2 separate regions of the Zea mays genome follow, and region 2 is linked to region 1. A link is a contact called in public Hi-C data. All regions are on one chromosome and are shown on one strand. The core of a region is the stretch at or near the end of the contact, and the rest is flanking DNA. Distances in the headings are between cores, read along the strand shown. Region 1 holds the start of LOC100272933 (germin-like protein). Region 2 holds the start of LOC100280099.

What was found. Hi-C and Micro-C count contacts between places; a contact is called where the count stands out from the background.
Region 2: a Hi-C map of leaf shows a contact between it and region 1, with 2.6 times the contacts expected there. The contact joins the promoter of LOC100280099 here to the promoter of LOC100272933 in region 1. A contact is called at or near these places in 6 of 25 Hi-C or Micro-C datasets (ear, endosperm, leaf and 1 more).

Annotation. Positions count from the first base shown.
Region 1 is chr6:134,531,661-134,536,693 of Zm-B73-REFERENCE-NAM-5.0, forward strand. LOC100272933 (germin-like protein) reads right to left here and starts at 2,725. Exons shown (of 1, transcript NM_001147385.1): 1 at 1,635-2,725. The coding sequence starts at 2,676. The coding sequence ends at 2,038.
Region 2 is chr6:134,672,952-134,677,984 of Zm-B73-REFERENCE-NAM-5.0, forward strand. It overlaps LOC100280099, which reads left to right and starts at 2,212. Exons shown (of 1, transcript NM_001153037.1): 1 at 2,212-3,115. The coding sequence starts at 2,311. The coding sequence ends at 2,994. LOC109940616 (a long non-coding RNA gene) reads left to right here and starts at 4,724. Exons shown (of 2, transcript XR_002263224.3): 1 at 4,724-5,033.

The DNA.
Region 1 (5,033 bases), core at 1,475-3,974:
AGTTATTTCGGCTACAACAAAAACAATGGTTACTACTTCCAAACTCTGAATCATGTAATCACTATTGGTACTTTTAATTATGGTATTATGCTTTATTGTATTTTTTGTGTCTCACATTCAAGTGAGCAAGTGGTATTCGATCCTTGTTAAGTGGTTTTATCAGACTAGATCTGATGGACTTACAGTTTATTCCTATTTAAGTGTGTTGTTGCCTCTAAGGCGAGACTTGGACACTTAAGCTAGAATAATCTGTACGGTTCTGCCACATTCTACATCTTCAGAGACCATTGCAGCTTGGATAGTTTAGCGTTGATGGTGACAAAACATCCATCTTATTGGTGATATTGGCTCATTAAAACACACTAGTACAAAAAAGCTTTATGCCTGTTGTGAGGTATAATTTTTACAGGCGGGTTTGGTTATCGAGCATCAGTGAAAATAAATTGGCCGTCCCGACTCAAGAACCGCCTAGTGGAAACACTTTTTCGCTGGTGGTTTTACAAATAAAATCTCTAGTAGAAATCGTATTTGTATTGGCGGTTACTTAAGAAAATTGCATGTAGAAATCACTTGAACTCAATTTTTTTGAGTTTTTCCAATGACCTTGTATGAAAAATCCACCAAAAATAAAGTTGTAGATCTCTAAAAGTTATGAAACTTTGTAGTTGACAAGTTTTTTATATCATTTGGGTTATCAAATTTTCATCTTAATTTGATATATTTTAAAATACAAATTTTGTAAACAAACTCGAATGGAAAAAGTAACAAAATAAAAGTTGTTTAACTTTGTAGTTGACAACTTTTTGGTTTGAATTTGTTTATAGCCTCAAACAATCAATTTATACTTGTTTGTTCTAACGTGTGGGCAACAAATGCAATCCAGACACAAGAGATGGGTGGAGTGGTAGAAGAGTCTACGTTGTCATGTAGTGTGTGAATTTTGCACAAAAAATGCCGCGACTTGCAATTTGCGGGTGGGGCCTTCTCTAATTATTTTTTTTCTGTTTTGAAAACCCAATTTATGTTTCCTAGCCCCGTTTGGATCCCTCAAATTGGATTCTATTCTAATATTTGTAATATAGGTATAGATCAATTAAACTAATATGGTTTTATACACAATATATTTATATACTACCGTTGTTTATATGAGGGAGATATTTATGTATTATATTTCTACTATAGGTGAGCGAGCCAAAGGGCATGTCATAAATTGCAGATTAGAATCATAGACTAGTGTGATACATAAAATCAATTTCCACTCCCTCATCGTATGAATTTGAGATAGTCTTATATCTAAACTTTAGAAAGTGGTGAAATGTCAAATTCCAAACCAAATAACCTACCATATTAAGAAAATTTCAATTCCTTTAAAATGAAGGGATCCAAATGGCCCCTAAAAGATTTGTACTAGCGGTTTTGTTACAACAACCGATACTGTTATTTTTCTTAGCTTAACCGATAGTGGAAATCGATTTCTACTGGAGATTCTCAATTAACTACCTGTGAAAAGAAACATTTTTATTAACCTCTACCACTAGCGGTTCTAAAAAACGACAGTACAAATAGGTTAATAACCGCCTCTACATGACTTCTTGTACTAGTGACAGTTGCACTAGATGTGAGATGGGATAAGTATTTCAATAGTAGGACTATATGTAATTGAACAGATTAACAGCATGCGGCACTACAAAGTGGTGTATATATAAAACACTGAAAAAACAGCGAAACGTAACCTTAAGCGATCATATATAGCTTTACAAACGACATCGACCACAAAGCTATTTTGAACCAATCAGATGCACATGTTACTCTTTCATTGCAACAAAATGCAATATGGAAACTGAATACATCCCTGAATGAAAAGTAGATGAATAAATAAGGGTAAGATGAAATAGACCACGAGTACTTTGACACGCGACGACAGGTGCACGCACGCATGCAGCAGCAAGCACACGCGTTCCATTCGATGACGACGGACCAAGACGACGACGGCGACGATGCATACCCAGCCTGCACTGTATTGTCTCGAAAAACAAGTTAACCGCTGCCGCCGAGCACACTCTTGAGCTTCTTCACCTGCGCGTCGTCCAAGAAGGTGACCTTCTCCACGACGGCGGACGGGAGGTTGTTGGCAAAGAGCGCAAAGTCGGTGATCTGCAGGCCGGGGTTGGGGCTGCTGAAGGCGACGAGGCCCACGGCAGCGCCGGTGCCGGCGTTGTACTGGTAGTGGAGCAGGCCCTGGGGGAACACCATGATGTCGCCGGCGTACAGCGTCTTGGTGTAGACGGTGTTGGAGCCGGAGCTGATGAAGCCGGCGGCGACGGTGCCCTGGGTCACGAAGAGGAGCTCTGAGCCCGCCGGGTGGGTGTGCAGCGGCACGACGCCGCCCACCTCGATGTCGAGCCTGGCCGCAGAGATGCCAAGCCCGTTGACGCCCGGGAACTGGCCCACGAAGGCCGGGGTCACGGCGGCCTTGATGAGTGGGTTTATTTTGCCCTGGCCGGCCAGGCCGTGGAAGTAGAAGTCGTTGGCGGTGACGCTGGACTTGCACGGGTACCCCGCCGGCGTGTCGCTGCAGGTCAGGTCGGCGACGCAGAAGTCCTGCGTCAGGGCTAGGGAGGCCAAGGGCATCAGGAGGAAGGAGACGAGCACGCAGAGCAACACCATTTTGGCCATGGCAACGGCTTACAGCAGCTAGCTAGCTCGAGATAGCTTTACCCGAGTGTGTGTGTATCTGTTGCATTGTAGACTTGGAGCTAGGGCCTCTTTATATAGGAAGAAGGAAGAAGGGCGTAGTGTATCAGTGATTCAGTGTATGTGTATATGCACGCAGAGGAAAAAATGACAGCGCGCGTACGTTAACTGCTGTTAACGTACGTGAGTGAAATTTGGTTAGGATGAGAGGCATGCGGCTAGTGTTCGTCGGCATGGCGCTGCTAGGGATATTTGGACGAAAGGAGGCAATAGACAAGCGTTGCCAGCTGGTGCATGCAATGTCCTCCAGGATGGAAGAAATGGGACCAGAGCTTTGATGAGCAAAAGGCCTCGTCTTGCTCTGCATTGTTACATTGATCGGGACGGGCTATGGATAGGACACGCGATACATTTTTTTACGAAGATAGCGATATGCTCCCGACTAGACCAGCACTCTACAGAAAAACGACAGTTTACTGCGATTAATATAGTATTGGATGGCCAAAATACAAAGCCCATCGAAAATAAATCTATTATTTTCGACGGTCTATTATTGTTTAGTTGTAAAAAATAAAGTATTTTTTGGCAGTTATTGGAGTCTGCTGAAAATAACAGATTTATTTTGGTGTCTTGAGGCTCATCGTCAAAAATATAGTCTAATTTTTTTAGGATTGTAGGCTGGCCAACCAAAAAATAAGAGGCTATTTAGTGGTTAAATCCTAACCGTCGATCCAAAATAATAATGGTCTATAAATCGTGCTCGTATCTATCCTCATCTTATGTCCGACGGCCTCCACTAAACCATCGGACATAAGAGAAGTGACCCCATTAACAACCGGTAATACCGTTATCGAGGTTAAATGCTGACGGTCTCTTTCGGCCATCAGACATAGCTTATTTTCGACGACCGCCGTCGGAAATAAGTTTATTTCTGACCCGTTACGACCGAGAGACAGGTACCGTTGGAAATAAGCTTTCAGTCATCAAAAATAAGCTATTTCCGACGGCTTAGTGCTTATGTCCGACGACTTTGGCCGTCGGAAATGTAGGGTTTTATTGTTGTGGTCGCTGCTCGTCTTCTACACTTATGCCCTCCCCATCACGTCGTCATCACCTGCCTGACCACTTGTTGCCCATCCCTCGTGCTCGCTCCTACTCTTGCACCTACCTACCATCGGGCCTGTTTGGTTCAGCTTTTTTCTGACCAGCTTTTCTGAGAATCTGGTTGTGAGGAGAATCTGGCTGTGGGGAGAATCTGAGTATTATTAGGATTACGTGCGGAGGAAGATAAAGATGTTCATAGGGCTCATGATCTAGAAAGTGACGGATTCCTACTATTGCAACAACTCAACCGATTATATGTTTATGTTGATTTTGAATAGTTTTTACCTAAACGAATTTTATAGAAGCTGGCTGAAAAGCTGACGCGTTTGGCAGTCCGCAGCAGCTTTTGGTGGCCAGAAGCTGCAAAAAGCTGAAACAAACAGGGGCATCGTCTTGTCGCGCCCGTCCCCATCTCGTTAGACCGCACAGTGCCAGGCGACCGCCCGCCACCACGCAACCATCTGCCCGCACCCCTTAGCCACGCCGCGCGCCTGTGCATACTCGCCATCACTGTCACACCATCTGTATAAAAAAATGTGTATGATTATTAAACTATTTTGATATTAAACTAGTACTGTAATGAAACATATGCATCATCTGGTTTGGTCGGAACTTATTACATGCGTGACATGTGAGGTTTATCAATCTAGAATTGTCATTTTTGGGCAGACTGTGACTAATATAGCATGATATTTATGACGAACTATGTGGTTCGAACGAAATTCCGACAGTATAACCTAGCTACATTGTTCTCTACTGCATCATATTTCAGGAGTGCAGGTGCAGAACAACATGTTTATGGTGTCAAAATTTTATTCGAAACCTACAGGCTCGTCATAAATTCGTGTTGAGTCAGTTACACCTGGGTGGGTTTAGGACATATCCTTACCTATAGATAATGTAAAACAATCATCATTTTATATTTTGCTTTATTCTATAGTTTCAATTATGGCTGAGTATTGTCGGTGGATGTATGATGGTTGGAATAAAAGTCAGGCTCACTCAGCTGAATGCATATCTAAGACTAGCACAATCGTGTCATCTCTTTATCGACTATCGATTAGATCTGGTGTCTATGCAGAAACTGTCAAAATGCAAAGTTATCTGATAAGGTCACAATGAGTAAACACCTATGTCACATTGAAGATTATGAAATGAGGGTCTTTCATGGTGATAAATACACCACAATTATAGCAGAAGAGGAAGAGAATGATAGTGCAAGCATTTATAAGATG
Region 2 (5,033 bases), core at 962-3,461, 140 kb after region 1:
TGGACAGGACGTTACAAATGGTATCAGAGTCGACCCTCGTGGTTTCACGGGCGTGTGTGGGCTAGAGGTTCGGTATATGGCACATGGTGCATGTGGCCTCAGAGTGGTCACATGACATGTCATATGACGACACTAGACATACATACGTGGCCAAAAGGGGAGGTTCCTGGCTTGGGGTTGACCGACGAGGACGTCGATCTTCTAAGGGGGTGGATTGTGATATCTTGGGCCTAGTGGACGGTGATATCCTGGTCCAATGTTTAATAGAATTAATAGAGTACTCATACCAATAAGGTGCATCTTTTTTTGGAAGACTATCTCAAAAGAACCTCCAAATTAAGCATGCTTGGCTTGGAGCAATTTGGGATGGGTGATCGACCGGTAAGTTTTCTCGGGTGCGCATGAGTGAGAATAAAGTACGAACAAAATACTCATGTTGATCTGTACAGTCTTCGCAAGATATCGAGACTCTCTCCAGAACCCCCTCTGATTGAGCCGTAATCCGACGTTCCTTCTCATTATAGGGAATTGAATCGTACATAAATGTATCGAAATACTGTTTTTCTTTAGTGAATTGACACGCTCTATCCTCTGTTATCAACCCTGGCCTCCTTTCACTACGGAAACCTTTACTACAGGATTGGCTAGCCTCAGCGACTACCGGACTAGCCTCGGGTCGGGGACTAAGCCTATGTTATGTATGGCCGTGCCTAAGGGCATATCGGTTGAAGTAGATTCTTCTTTTTTCTCAAAAAACCCCTTCCCAAACTGTACAAGCTTCTTCCAAAGCATACGGCTTTCTAGATGTATATGACGATCTCTAGACAGATGGATCTTATATGAATCGTATGATGAAGTACCACATGAGTGGATATATAGAAAAGGAATCCAAATCCGGATTAGGTAGACCCTGTTGTTGTGAGAATTCTTAATTCATGAGTTGTAGGGAGGGACTTATGTCACCACAAACAGAAACTAAAGCAAATGTTGGATTTGAAGCTGGTGTTAAGGATTATAAATTGACTTACTACACCCCGGAGTACGAAACCAAGGATAGTGATATCTTGGCAGCATTCCGAGTAACTCCTCAGCTCGGGGTTCCGCCTGAAGAAGCAGGAGCTGCAGTAGCTGTGGAATCTTCTACTGGTACATGGACAACTGTTTGGACTGATGGACTTACCAGTCTTGATCGTTACAAAGGACGATGCTATCACATCGAGCCCGTTCCTGGGGACCCAGATCAATATATTTGTTATGTAGCTTATCCATTAGACCTATTTGAAGAGGGTTCTGTTACTAACATGTTTACTTCCATTGTGGGTAACGTATTTGGTTTCAAAGCGTTACGCGCTCTACGTTTGGAGGATTTACGAATTCCCCTTTTGAGTTTTTCTGGCGGACCGGTCGCGCAAGATCTTTGGTCTTCCCCCGGAACCGATGAAAAAGTGGGTCGCTTCTTATGGACTCGCTCAGAATGATTCTTCTCTATCTATAGTTCATGGCCTATTAGAAGTAGAAGGTGCTCTGGTGCAATCCTTACCGACAGAAAAAGATTGCAGTCGGGTTGATAATAATCGAGGGACAATAATATGATATTAGAGATCTGACAGAATTAAGTAGCGCCGATCCTGGAGTGGACATGGTGTTACATGGAGTGGGCAGTGCCGTGGTTTTGTGGTGCATCTATGTTCTGGTTCCCAAAATGCGCTGGTTGTATTGCACTTTGCAACTACTACTTACACAATGGCGGTGAATTAAACGGCGTGACATGAACCATTACGTACACCGTTTGACGGAAACCCATTCGATGTTTTTGTTGACTTTGGGCGGAGATAATATTTCAGTCCTCTTTTTCTTAACAGAGGGCAATCCCAGTTGTATTTTTTTCTACCACCACTGAACACATGCTGACACCAGCAAAGCCGCATTCTGCGTCTCTCGTCACTCACGGACAACCTCTTTTGATTATGTCCACTAATGTTGCCGTGTCACACGCTCGTTGGTCGGCAGCAACAGTCAGCTACGGATCCGAGAGGAGAGAGAGCAGATAAAGAGCGCCGGTGCAGGTGAGAGAGATCAAAGCAACTGTTGGTGCTACTGGCTGCTACACGGCTGGTTCTCCCGGTCTCTGCACTACAAACTTCTGATCCAGGATTATAAAAATCACTTGCTGTAGTTGCCACGCACCTTCTTCTCAACTCTCAAGCGGCACCTTCCTTTTCTGTGTTTCCCCTCTCTCTCTCTCTCTCTCTCTCTCTCTCTGTGCTAGCTGCTAGCAGAGCAGAGTGTCAGTCAGTGAGTGCGCAGTGCATGTTCGCCATGGCAAGCGCCGGCGGCAAGGAGGAGCCTGGATTGTTGGTGAAGCAGGGGACCAAGCTCCACGCCAAGATGCTCTCCAAGGAGGCGGCGGCGCAGCTCGCGGTACCGTCGTTCCGGGTGTACTACTCCGTGGCGTCGGCCGGCGCGGTGCCGTTCCTGTGGGAGTCGCAGCCGGGCACGCCCAAGCACGACTCGTCCTCCGCGGCCGAGCTCCCGCCGCTCACGCCGCCGCCGTCCTACTACTCCGCAGGCCGGGGCGGCGCCGGCGCCGGCCGCTCCAGGAGCCGCCGGCCCGGCCTCCTCGCCGCCATCCTCCCCAGGATCACCCTCCACCGGTGGCCCGGCAGCAGCCGGACGACGTCGGCGTGCCCGTCCTGGTCCTCCACGTCCTGGTCGTCCTCGAGTTCCAACACGTCGTCCACGATGTCGCCCGTGTTCACCGTCCAGTCGTCGCCCGCCGTGCACGTGGGGGCTTCCCGCGGCCACCACGGGCGCGCGATCTCGGCCGGCGGCGCCTACGACGAGGCCACGCCGCGGTGCTTCTCGGTGGAGCGTGAGTGCTACGAGAGGCGGGTCGTGAAGGGGTGCGGCGTCGCGGTGGCCTTAAGGAACGCGCTGGCCACGGTCGTCGTCGGCAAGCCCGGTCGGCGAGCTGCCACCAGCGCCGCAGCATAGACAGGATTTGATTGAAATTGATATGGCTAAGAAGCTCAGGGTGTGCTTTGCATTTTGCCGCAGCATGTGTCATGTAACGTACTCCCACCGTCCTAAAATAAGTGCGTATCATGTTTATGTACAAGTTTTTTTTAAAAAAAAAACTAAGTATATAGAAATACTATTAACATTTATATCTTCAAATAACTTTATTATAAAAGTATATTCCACCCGCAACCTCTGTTACTATTGTTTCATGTATATTTGATCAAATTTTGAAGAGTTTGATTTCACGGTAAGTGAGATTAATTAAACGAGCGTGATATATATATATATATATATATATATATATATATATATATATATATATATATATATATATATATATATATATATATATATATATATATATTTAGAGCCCTGGGCTTTGTTTAACTACAGGAAGCCCTGACTATTCACCCGGTTGACCAGTCACACCATTCGGTCCACCCATTATAATGTTTACACTTAGTTATACATAAGTTTACGCTCGTGTACCACCGTATAAAACCAATCGTTCTACCTGGCCTTCTGCGATGACTGAGACTAGGGTTTTATTGGCGGCGGTTGCGCGACACGAGCGAGCGCAGCGAAGCCAGCACGACCGCGGCGGACAAGCGTCCCCATAGACGAGATCCATGGTGGATCGCCTCCCCATCATCGTTCCAGAGGTGTCTTCCCTTCGTTTCCCTCATTTTCTTCCCTCCCCTAACCTTACCTCCAGTCGGTGCGCACCAGCAAGGGGACTCCATGTTCGAGCGTCGGCTCGAGAGCCAGGTAAGTCGTCGTCGATCTATGACTTTAGCCCTGGTAGGAACCTCCTTGCTCCCCCCATCCTGATCCCCAAACCATCCTTTTGGATTTCTAATTTGGGGATATATTTTAGGGTTTCGGTTCTAGGGTTCAGTTTGTCAATCCCCTTCTCTTTTTCTAATCTGAGTTACGAATTTAATTATGGTGTTCCTAATCCATCAATCGAAGTTAGGGCAGCCGAATCCAAAAGGATGGACCCGAATGTTAACACCCCAAAGGATGCACCTCGAACCCCTTTCTTTATCTCTTTCTGATTTCTTGGTTCAATTTCCCACTACCGGGTAATAATGGTTACTAATTGATAAAAAGACCAGGTACAAATTACAAACTCCTTCGGATCCCAATAATTTTCAACCTTCAAAGAGGTTTTCAATCTGAAGATGTCAACCCCAATACCACAGAATGAGTTCAAGGGCTATCTCATTTCATGTAAAATTACATGCATGTATGAAAAAAAGTGTATCAATTATAGTGTCAATCCCTGCTCAGCTTCTGGTTTTTTAGGAACATCAACTGGTGGAGAGGCCTTGTTGGGCTCCTCATCTGTAACAACTGGGATACTCGCTGTGGAGATGGGGATATCTTCAGGTGTTTCAGAGTCATGTTCCTTTGAGAATTCGGTAACTTTTTAGATGACTTCATAAATAGGCATAATTGCAAAGAGCTGTTAAACTTGTTCTGTTGTTTTGGGTGTAGCATAAAGAATCATAATTTCCTTAGTGGCTGGTTTGTTTAATGGCCTGAAGCATGATGCTTATCCAAGGTTATGCATAACAAATTTCTAATTCATAATCTATTGTATTATTCAGAAAATCATCTGGAGCTCGAGTCCCAAGTACCCTGTATGGCAGAAAGAAACCTCCGCTTAAAAGTACTAATATTTGCTACTTCTAAATACAAGTACATATGCGTGCATAAATATACTCGGCTACTACCAGTGTATTATAGCTGCATTTACCTTGATTCTACATGCTTCAGGTAGTCTAGAATATCAAATTGTTGTATATATTTAACACCTTCTGTACCATCAAATTCAGAAATGCACTCAAGAAAAGGCTTTTCAAAACTCTTAGAATGTATTCCAAGAGCAGTGCACATATTCATAAGCTAATTATGTAATTTCTTATATGTTGCTTTGAGGCAAATTGAGCAGGGATTTGTTTGGCTTCCAAATGGTTTGTTGGTCCTAAAATAGTCAGAATCACATG